Linked DNA regions of Danio rerio: region 1 is linked to region 2. The links are chromatin contacts, called in public Hi-C maps. All regions are on one chromosome and are shown on one strand. The core of a region is the stretch at or near the end of the contact, and the rest is flanking DNA. Distances in the headings are between cores, read along the strand shown.

The links. A called contact is a pair of places that touch in the nucleus more often than the background predicts.
Region 1: a contact with region 2 is called in a Hi-C map of hematopoietic stem cells, with 2.1 times the contacts expected there. The contact joins the promoter of wdfy4 here to the promoter of tmem72 in region 2. A contact is called at or near these places in 2 of 18 Hi-C or Micro-C datasets (hematopoietic stem cells and an unstated tissue).

What each region holds. Positions count from the first base shown.
Region 1 is chr13:34,467,000-34,473,147 of GRCz12tu, forward strand. wdfy4 (WDFY family member 4) reads right to left here and starts at 2,172. Exons shown (of 63, transcript XR_012388779.1): 1 at 2,052-2,172; 2 at 905-1,150. It overlaps si:ch211-223a10.1, which reads left to right and starts at 3,316. Exons shown (of 10, transcript XM_068213074.2): 1 at 3,316-3,569; 2 at 5,233-5,368; 3 at 5,512-5,622. The coding sequence starts at 5,531.
Region 2 is chr13:34,106,089-34,111,883 of GRCz12tu, forward strand. tmem72 (transmembrane protein 72) reads right to left here and starts at 2,141. Exons shown (of 6, transcript NM_001328086.1): 1 at 1,848-2,141. The coding sequence starts at 1,917.

The DNA.
Region 1 (6,148 bases), core at 922-3,421, 360 kb after region 2:
GTGTTTGTGCTGCTTTGGCTTTTTCGGGGATAATTATTGTGATCTGATTGCAGCAGAGAAATACTGGGAAATCTCTGTAGATTGATGGCATTTCTTGTTGTTCAGCCTTATAATATTAAAATGGGAGCAACAGTCCTCATTTTAGACATTAGGCAAGAAAATCTTTCAATACTTGCTCTAAAGTGACGTTGGTGAAGTAGCAACGGTTTCTGCTTTTTCGACGTCAGCTGCAGATGTTTATGAATGGGAAGAACGTAGTTCCTCATACAAAATGGTTTTAAGACTCTCTTGTTTGATTTTCTTTTTTATACACACGATTATGCTGTCGAACTGTTGTATAAGCGCAATATCACATGAGTAGCAGTGCGATAAGGTTGTATATCATCACTGGTGAGACACTTTCCATTCATTTTAAATGGGTGACATCAGGCGTTGCCAAAATGCATTGTGGATCCATCGGCACCGCTTTAGAGGCGTTGCTTGCTGCAGAAGTTGAGACTTGTTCAACTTTTCAAGCGCCAAAGGAACCGTCAGCCAATCAGATGCCTTATTGCAAATACACCAGCTCAGACAGTGGCCTATTGCTGACTAATTTAATTGGCTGACGCGATCATTATAGCAGTGTCAGCCAATTTAATTAGTCAGCAATAGGCTACTGTTTGAAATGGTGTATTTGCAGTAAGCGACCTGATTGGCACGGCTTCAGACACGCCTTCAGTCAAGCATTGATTCTGAAGCCCCGTGTGAATGGGGCGTAAGGCCCAACTCCCACCAGTGCCGAAATCCAGCCATATCACACTGCTACTCATGTGATATGCTCATGTATAATATGAAGTTGTGTCTGTGATTAAATAACATTTGCGCCCCAACATTTTTATTCAGTTGTCCCACTGATTTACTGTACCTGAATGAACAGAAGCAGGAGTCGGCTGAGCTCTTGCTCTCTTTGTTCTGGTGACTGTTGGTTTATAGTATCCAGCTGAATTAGCTGCTCTCTCAGAACCTCCTCTAGATCATTGTCTTCTTTCAGGTCCTCATTTTTATCACTGTTGATTTGGCTGGCTTTCAGTTCTATGCTCTCTGCACTCTCCCCTGATGCGCTGAGTTCCCCATTCTCCTTACTGACTCTGTCCATTTCCGCATCCGGCTCCTTTAAAAAATAAAAATAAATAAAATTACACAAAGACACTTACTGTCGATACAGATAAAACATCTCAAAACATTTACTGGATCTTCAAGAATGTGCCACGAAAACAACCTTTTTAGATTTTTATCCATCAAATTCTTCCCAAAAGAAATATCTGGGCTACTACAGTACAGATCTTTAGGGTACTTGGTCAGTACCATAACTTTAAGATAAAACACACTCTCTTGAGTTATCTAAAACTTTTAAACATATTCATTATTAAAATCTCATGCAAAATCGTAGAAAAGGAAATGTTTGACAATGAAATACTGATCTTTAACTGCTTTCCTTCAATTGCCAAATCACAGCAGTAATTCAGTGGGTTTTCCTGCATCTTACAATCAGCTGTTCACACGTTAATGTGATCTTGTGATGTCAAGATGTGGGCTTGTTTTGCTACAGGGAGGACAACTTGCATTCCAGAATAAATGACATATTTGCACTGCACAGTCCCTCACTAGTTTATTCATTCACTATCTAAATACAACACTTGAATGTCATCTTCTTATTTTATTTACAGCCTTAACAGCAGTAACGTTTCTTGACGCTCTTTAGCAGTCGCCCTGGCTCTTATGCAATGAAATCTGACCAAACAAATCAGTTGGATGGCAAACAAATGAGGCTTATGAAACACTTAGCTAAAATCAAGCAAGCTTCCTTGTTTATCTCTACCTTTAAGTTGAGTCTCCAGGTGACAGAACAGGTTTAAATGCACTTACAGTAAAACACTCACGCCCCAAAATAAACGGCGACCTCTCAAAATAAAGCTGTCAACATCTGATGTTTGCATATGCAGTATAAAGGAATTAACCATTGAAAGTATTATGTGATACTTCAGTTCAGTATGCTCCAATCTAAAACGTACCTGTTGTTTAGTAGGTGGCATCTCAAGTCATTGACAAGGCTTGTGTACGTCGTTTTATGGCTGGACAGAAGGCTTTCCTCTGGCTTCCCATGTCACAACAACGCTCGGTGAGTGAATGGCCAGTTCATACATGCCTCCTAATCTGCCTTATCCACACCGGCTGGCTGAACTTTGCACAATGTGAAACTCTGACATCAGCTGCGCCTGGTCATGTGCTTCACTTCCTAGTAAAAAAAGCAGAAGTATTTTCAAAGCGCACATATGTGCGTGTGTTTTCCACACAGCAGAAGATCAACAGGGCTGCATTAGTTGTATTATTCCAAAATGAATATTCTAAATCGACCAATCAAAAAAAAAAAAAAAATTGTCTGAGGAAATGTAGATAGTGTCTATGCCCTCTGGTGTTTAAAGTGATTCTGATAATTGACAGAGCGTAAATAATTCAAACAAAGAGCAATGGCGACATCTTGTGGTGAGTTGAGATATTACAAAAAATATTATATAGAGAGGATTTTAAATAGGCTATCTGGGGTCCAAATATGAAAAAGACACAATGGAGTCCGTAAAAAAAGTAAAAATGTAAATTAAATTAAAAATTCAGAGAATTAATCGATTTATTATATAAAACTAATAATGTCACAAAAAATAAACACTAAGATAAAAGTAAGTGAAACCCCAAGCAATAATAAAACAGTTTTATCAATGCCTAGTTACAAATACATTCATTATTTTTTTTAAGAACAGTTAAAAATTAATGACTAAACGAAATAATAGCTTAAATATGTATACAATATTAGAATATCTTTTACCATGTGATTTTAAGATTACTGATCTGTTGATCAAGATGCTATTTTTTGTTTCAAGTATAAAAGGCCCTGATTTGACTCCATAGGTTAAATTATCTGAGAATGGGATTTTGGTTGGTTTACTTCAGCACAAAAAAAAAAAAAAAAACAATACCAGCATGCGTTCTGTCTTGCATGGTCAGGAACAGATGTAAAAAGATGTGTTACAGGACAGACATAAAGACAGTACGAGCCACATTAGTCCGACAAAAAGGTAACATAACTTTATGAAAAACTTGCTAAAATAAACATGTAACTTAGAAATTGTTTCAGCTTTTTTATTTTACATAGGTTGTACTTTAAATGGCGGTTCATTCCGCTGTGGTGACCCCAGATTAATAAAGGGACTAAGCCGAAAATGAATGAATGAATGAATGAATGAATGAATGAATGAATGAATTTACTTTAAATTTGACGCTAATACGGAAACAGGAAATAAATAATGGGCGGGTATTACCGGCGGAAGTTTTATGTAATTAACGTTACCCAGGCAACTGAATCTTTATTTATTTACTTACTTTTTAAAAATATATTTTAATAAGAAATTTCATTTTTCAATGGCGTTAATCAATAAGTTAGTTCTTATAGACGTCTGCAGAGGAGTGAAAACACCGAATGCATTTCTAATGGAGAGTACTTTGGGCCACTAAGCATCCACTAGAGGACATTTAAGGTATTACATACATTCTGTCGATTGGTTGAATCCACCCACAGAAGGCGGGGCTTTCCTCAAATCAGATCTGTATATTTACATATTATCAGATTGGCTGTTTTGTCGGATCGGATGATTGATTATCTAACGGTATTATAATGGACCGAGACCTATTGGCTGCAGGAACCTAACAAAATTATTCAAATATCATTAAATAATGAATATCTTGCACTTAGCCATGGGTTTCTTCGGCCGAAAGAAGGCGTAAATGAACGGTTGGCAGAATGCTGCAGGTTTCAGGAAGTTGTATATTTGAATCGGTTCAGCGGGGTGAGATCGATCGAGTTTCCCATTTATTACAGCAGGATCGAGGAGTCCTGAAACAAAAAGGTGAGAGTTGTGTTTTAAAGATGGAAGAAGCTGTTCCACAGTAACAGATGATAATGGAAGAGATCGTACTGATCCGCTGGTTAACATTTCACTTTCTTCTTCCTCATCCTGTTCACTTCATTTTTCTAACGTTACTCTTATCACCAACATATCGTTTACTTTATTGTGTATTTCTGAACTTATGTGCTATTTTAACAGTTTGAGTCTGTTTCTACCACCTGTTACACCTAATACATTTACATTTTTATTTGGAAAAAATACTCGGCACAGCATACAGAATAATGTTATTTTTCTTAATTGTAATAATAATAATATATTTAAAACAGAAACAAACAGTTTAGTTTGTATAAACTGTTTATATATATATATAATTACTGAAATATGATCAGTCATAAGAGAATGAAGGCAGTGCTGATTCAGATTCTCTGTAAAATTTTCTAAATGATGAGTGTAGTTAAAGTCAGCCATTGTTTAGCAAGTAATTACATAATTGTTTCAGCATAAAGTACATTTTGTTATGTTAATATCTTTTAAAATGTAAATAAAAAAATAACTATTTTGATTATGCAGGTATAGAATGGTATAAAAGTTGATTGGTTATTCACTAATTTCTTTTACAACTATTTTAACATGTTAGCATTTACTGAATTAGTTAAGTTACAGACATAAAAAAATTATCAAAATATTCAAGATCATATCATGTTTTATAATGAAATGCTGGCTAAGATAATGTTTCAGCGTTGTATTTATTTGTTTTGTTTCATACTTGCTCAGACTCCACTGTTTTCCCATCAAAATTATGTCACTTGCTGTTAAAATATGTCATATAGAAATGCCTTTTGTTGTTGCCTAAACAAGGAAACTAGATCAAAAGTGAAAATTAGGAAAATCCTATCCAATTATAATTACAAGTAAAATGGTATTCCATAGAAAATAGTTTGCTTTAAATTGAAGAATAGGAAATATAAAGATGTATTTAAATATATCTTCATAACATTTACCCCTAATTTTACTTAATATTATATATGTCTTTAAAATATATCATTTTAATTATAAGTTTAATACATTATTAACAGTATTTAGACATACTAAATAGGTAGGAATCACCGCTATTAGTTCTATTTGGTTTCTCAATATATATTAACTATACTATCAGCCAGCTCTTTGTGAACAGTTGTGCATCAGCATCATGAAATTCTGTAATGTGAAAGGACTTGACTATACATTTTTATGACTAATGATAAATACAGATGACATTTGATAAATGTCTTGTAAACCTCTCCCCTTTTGCCAGGTTGGGGAGGTTTTACAGCCCTACACTTTGCTGCTCTGAATGGAAATCGTGCCGTAGCTGAACTTCTATTGAACAGTGGTGCTGATCCAAACATCCCTTGTGATGCAGGACAAACCCCTTTTCACTTTGCTTGCAGGTACAGTAGCTCCGGCCCTCCTTTAGCTGATGTTTGTGAATTTAATTACAACATCCATCACAAAATATTGCTTCCTCTAAAAGATAATAACGGCGGTTTCCTATGAATAGGGCTTACTGTACTGTGTTATTACTGTGTTACAGAAATGGCAATATTTATATCATGTACAAGATGATGCAGCAAGGTGCAGATTTACGCATAGCAGATGAGCAAGGGAAAACAGCTCTTCATTATGCAGTCAGTGGGGGAAGTGTGTAAGTATCTGTGCCTTTTACACTGGTGGCAGCAAGGTGTCTGTGGGGTCTTAAAAAATATTAAACGTTGATAAATCAATGTAGAGAAATTTGAGGGCCTTAAAAAGTCTTGAATGCTATTTTGCAAGGTATTAAATTTTAGATTATTTTATAATTTGCAATGTATGTGTAATCACGGGGAGTTATACAAACAACTGAGGTAAGATCCACAATGCAGGTTTATTCGTCGTCAGGCAAGCAAAGGTCAGCACAGGTGCAAACAGATATTTACAGGCAAATCCAGAATCGTAGTCAATATAACAATCGAAAGGCAGGCGGCAGACAGGGATAACTAAATAAACAATGCTAGGTAAGTACACGGGAAAACAAGGCTAGGAAAACGCATTTTGTAATGTCATTGTGACAGATAACAAGACTCATCAAACTGAATAGGTGAGTTTGTGGCTTAAATAGTGTGTGCAATTAGTCTCTGACAATCCTCAAGTGGTGCGAGTAATCAGTCTAGATGAGAATGCATGTGTGAGTG
Region 2 (5,795 bases), core at 891-3,390:
GTTAAAAAGGTATTATTTTTATTTAACAATTTTTTTTAGTTATGATACTTCTAAAATAATTCTGCATAAGTCTGCAGATTTTTTTTTACAAAATTATCTGCAGAAATACCAAAAAAAAATGTCCGCAGATTTTGTCTGGTCCTAGACATTTGTTACACTGCAATGTTAAATTTTCAACATCAAACGTCAGAGAAGAGATGCCTAAATATAATTTAAAGGCATAAATGGAAAAGCATGTGTGCATCATGTACTTTGCTCACCTCATTTACTTTATTTACATGTTTCCATGTTTACATAACACAGATTGTTTTTATGCCTTTTTAAATGTTTATAAGTGTGTTGTTGCCCTTTGTGAACAAGTACATTTTTGATATTATTATTTTTGTGTTAGTATTGTGTTTTTTAAATGTACAACTGTAAAGTATTAATTATGTAATTGTTAAGCATCAACCAAGAAATAATTTAGTTACAGATATCATAACATTAAATCTTATACATAAAAAAGGCTTGCAATTTTGTTTGTGACCACAAGATGTCAGATTTGCCCCATGCACACCGCAGCTGTCCAGTTCACTGTGCAATGCAAAAAATAAATAAATAAATAAATAAAAAGAAAGTTTAAACCTGGCAAATTGAGGGTGGGGATCATAAGCATGAATTAAACATTTACTTCAGATTTGTAAATTGAATACAAACCATTTGATTTTTAATAGTAAAATGTTTAATAGTAATACACTGTAAAACCCAATAAGTTAAGGTAGCTCAAACCATTTGAGGAAACCGATTGCAACAAACCATTTGAGTAAATGAAGCAAATTGAGCACAGTAAAACCCAATAAATAAAGAGAACTCAAACCAACTGAGTACTGTAAAACCCGGTAAGTTAAGGCAACTCAAACCATTTAAGGAAACCGATTGCAACAAACTATTTGAGGTAAAAATGCATCTATGTGAGTATGTCATTACTTTCGATATTGAGTTCAAAACTCTTTTCAAATGAGTAGAATTAACTTTTATTAAATTAAGTCATTTCATTTGATTAAGTTGACTGTTGGGTTTTACAGTGTAATTAACAACACCAGTTGGGAATTAATGCTTAGAAATTAGATTAACATTTATTTTCATTATTAGTGGGAAATATAAAATAATGTTAAATAAAAAAGAACATAGTCTCATTTTTTTTTTCAGAAAACAAAACCCATTATTATTTATTTAAACTGTAATAATGATTGCAGTAACATCTAACAATGCAATCTTTGACAGGAATATCAGTCATCTGTATTTCACTGTTACTCATTAAAAAAAAAAAGTCTTTAAACATTCATTTACTCCCTGTGGTGGATTAGCATATACTGGTGGAAAAAAAAAACTGCAGTTTTTCCGGTTTAAATCAGGTCATGTTGGTAATTAGCACAAGATCCACTACAGATTTCAGAACAACAGTTCCATGGCAAAATAATTCAATGGCTAATGCTAATCTATGTTCTTTACAACTGGTGAAACATGTTTTGGTCACTCTTTCCAATAAGGTTTCATTAGTTAATTTAGTCACTAACATGAACAAATTAGGAACAATACTTGTACAGCATTTATTAATCATAGTTCAACATTTTCTAATGCATTAATAACATTCAAATTTGTGCTTGTTAACATTAGTTAATGCACTGTGAGTTAACATGAATTAACAATGATCTGACTAACGTTGACTAACATAAGTACTGTAATTATTGTTCATTGTTTGTTCATGTTAGTAAATGCATTAACACAATTCCATTATAAAGTGTTACCTATATTTTTATCTTGAAGAATTAGAGGCCAACAAAAAAATAACAAAGATGCAGTCCTACCTGCTGCAGTGGAGATGCCGAGTACTCTGCAGGAACATTCCACAATTACCCACAAAGCTGAGCCCTTCATGGCCGAAATGAGATGCTTTTGCCTTTAGCACATTTGATTACAGCTAATGTTCTCTATCAATAGTTTATTTTTTGACAGTTTAGAAAGAAAGTCAAAGATGGCAGTGCCAGCACAGCTGCATGGTAAGTAATCTGGTATTTTGAGCCGCAGTCTGCATCCCACAGCAGATTTTATGCTAGTAATCAGCCTAACACAATAACAATGACCACCCTCTGCTTGTTTCTGCCACATTCCACCTCTTCTCAAGGTGAGGAGACCAAACACTAAAAAAACTTCTCAGTTAAAGATTACCTGACTAGCCAAAGAGCACAAACAACACATGTTCCCTAAGGGAAAACGCATAATTCTGCACACGACACTAAATGAGTCCTTGATTATGATTTAAAGGTCACATGGAATGCATTATGTTTAAGTTGTTCTCTGACATATACATAGAAGCTGTTTGGTTTAGGTAAGGTTTAGGTAAATAAAATAAAAAAAAATCAATAAACAGCTTTACAAGCTCATGTAGAAACAAGGCCCTAGAATGAAAAGCTCAGTTTTTACCTTATTTGGAAGGGTCATGCATAATAATGAGCTCTGCTCTCAGCTCATATACACTATGAATGACTGACTGACCTCACACTAATAAGTCTGGGGTCGCCACACGGGAATGAACTGCCAACTTATCCAGCATATGTTTTACGCAGCGGATGCCCTTCCAGCTGCAACTCATCTCTGGGAAACATCCATACACACTCATACACTACGGACAATTTGGCTTACTGAATTCACCTGTACTGCATGTCTTTGGACTGTGGGGGAAACCGGAGCACCTGGAGGAAACCCAGGCAAACGCGGGGAGAACATGCAACCTCCACACAGAAACGCCAACTGACCCAGCTGAGGCTCGAACCAGAAACCTTCTTGCTGTAAGGTGACAGCACTACCTACTGCGCCACCGCATCGCCCCAACTGTATGTGCAAAATAAACATGTGTACTCAAACTTAAACATATGTTTGCATCATTACAAACATATGCCACATTCCAATACATATAATGCAATGTATATTGTGAAATAACCCAAATTTCACAATATAAGCGTTAAACGAACAAAAGATACAATAACAGTTTTTCTCAACTGCTTTGGCTCATTTTTCAAATGAAAGTATTACTTTCACATCAGAGTGGAATTTCTTTTTGATTAAAGCAAAGTGCAAATGCTTTGGCACATGTGTGCAAACAATAAGTACAATTGTCTGTAGTTTAGACAAAAACTAATTTCATATGACTTGTTAATCAACACTGATGAGTCCATTCTCATTAAAAGAGTCAAACTCTTCATAACTTCTCAATCATTATTCATCATGTAAGCTATCACACTCAAAACCATCCATTCAATTATCAAACAATTATCATCTTTGATCCACAAGAGCAATAAGATGTCCACCAAGAATACATTTTTTCATAGTCGTTTTTTTTTTTTTTAGTATGTTTTGCATATTTATGGTAACATAAGAAATATGAAATGTACAATAGAGTAATTGTACAAGCAAGATTGCACTTTACATATAAATAATAAATAAATGAAATGTAAAAAATAAATGTTCTGTATAAATACAAATGTTCATATGTTTTTTATGAACTATCAAAACAATCTCACAGCCAGGGGCGGACTGGGACAAAAAATTAGTCCTGGCACTGTTGCCATACCAGCCCACATTACCACGCCAACACAGCCCCACCCACGGACACATTTAATACTTATATTGGTGTACAGATGGTGAAATAATATAAGCAGTACCATATTTAATTAATTTTTAAACATTTAATGTATGTGACTGGAACAAAAACAACCCGTTTATAACAAATTTATACATATTCATTTCATTCATTCATTCATTTTCTTTTCAGCTTAGTCTCTTTATTAATCTGGGGTCACCACAGCGAAATGAAACACCAACTATTCCAGCATATGTTTTATGCAGCATATGCCCACCCAACTGCAACCCATCACTGGGAAATACCCATACACCGTGGACAATTTAGTCTACCCAATTCACCTGTAGCGCATAAACCAGCGACCTTCTTGCTGTGAGGTGACAGCAATACCCACTGCGCCACTGCGCTGCCCCTTTTCGAGAATATTTCAGTAAATTTTATGCATTTGACAGCATTTTTTTGCTTTCTTTGAGCTTTTTGGCACTGCCTTCCCTTTTTAACGGTCCATCTCTGACAATAAGCTTGTGTTGCACTTACTGTTTGTTTGAAATTCTTGCCAGAATTTGATTACATCCGCCTTACCTTTGATTGGGTCGGATTGGGTCGACCCATCTCGAAATCTACTGGCCGTTGCCGATTGGGCCAATGCCTAACATTTATCATTATTACTAATATCATCATCATCATCATCATCATCATCATATTCGCATCTTGCAAGAAATAAAAGCAGCCCACATGTAAAAACAATCAAAAACTGACCAGCCCACATTTAAAAAATGGTCCGGCCCTTTTGGCATTTGCCAGAATTGCCAGATGGCCAACCTGCCTCTGCTCACAGCTATTTGTAACATTTTGATTTAGTAGTTAATTCGTATACCTTTGTATGATCTCATTCATACAACTTAGTACGATTTGCACATCCCCCACGTCTCCTTTTTAAAATCATACTTTTTCATATGACTGAACTTCTACAAATTCGTACGAATTAGCTACTTAGCTGACAAAACATAAAATAGTTACGTTTGTGTTCAGGCTGGTACTACTGACTCCTCTCAGCAAATATCTGATTTATTTAAACCCTAATTTCCTTGGTTGACTGTCATAGTAAAAAAACAACTAATCATTTTGAGCAGTGTCACACAAGGACAAACACACTTTATGTTTTGAAGGCCTTGGCCAAATTACTGACATGATGGGTTTTGAAGCATGAATGAAATGTTTTGGGTGAGTAACTACATTTTGCAGACATGCAATAAAGTTCTGAAGTTCCAGCAAACCATTATTACATGTCACAGTTCAGAGAATGTTAAGGCTGTTTCAAAAAAAAAAATAAAAAATGTGCTCAAGCAATTGAGAAATACTGTAAAGAGATATGACACTTTTGGGGCACTGAATAAATTTACAGTATGTCTTTCCCGACTTTAGCTTTCTGATGATGAGCAGTGAAGAGATGAGACGCTCATTTTCAAAACAAGAGTTCCACATACATAGGACATATAAGCTGTTAAACTATTGTTATTGTTATTGTAAATGATTGTAATCTCACTTGAAAACGTTATGGCCAATCAAACGCATTTGGGGCACGGATTTAATGGATCAGAATCAGAGTATTTTGTTCAGATTGGCCTTTTTCCACAGGGATTTTACACTCACTACATTTACATAGGAATGAGGAAACAATGGTGTTTGAGACACATGCCACTGTATGTCATTTCCATTTACTGAACAATTATTATTAAGTTATGCTGGTAACTTTAAAAACTTAAGTTAGTCTATAATGTCACTGTTTAAGCAGCAAAACAAGTTATGATGCTCGAAGTTCAGTGCAGTTATTTAATGTTAACAGAATTAACTTTTTAAAGACACTTTTTAATTGCAGGGACTACAATGAGCTTCTTCCTGGGTTTGTAACATCCCAAACACTACCATTTACATAAACCCACTGTTAGGTGTGATATTACCTTTAACATACACTAGACATTTAGCCAATCACACACTGTGCCAGTTGACCAATCAGAGCCCATGGTGTATTTCTTAGGGAGGGGCTTCATACAACCAGGAATTCTACAGTTTTTTTGTGAGAGAATTAAAATAGTGATATGATTTTTCAACAAACAAAATATCAACACATTACATTGCACCTTAACGCAATTAGGATTTCAAAAATAGCTTATTT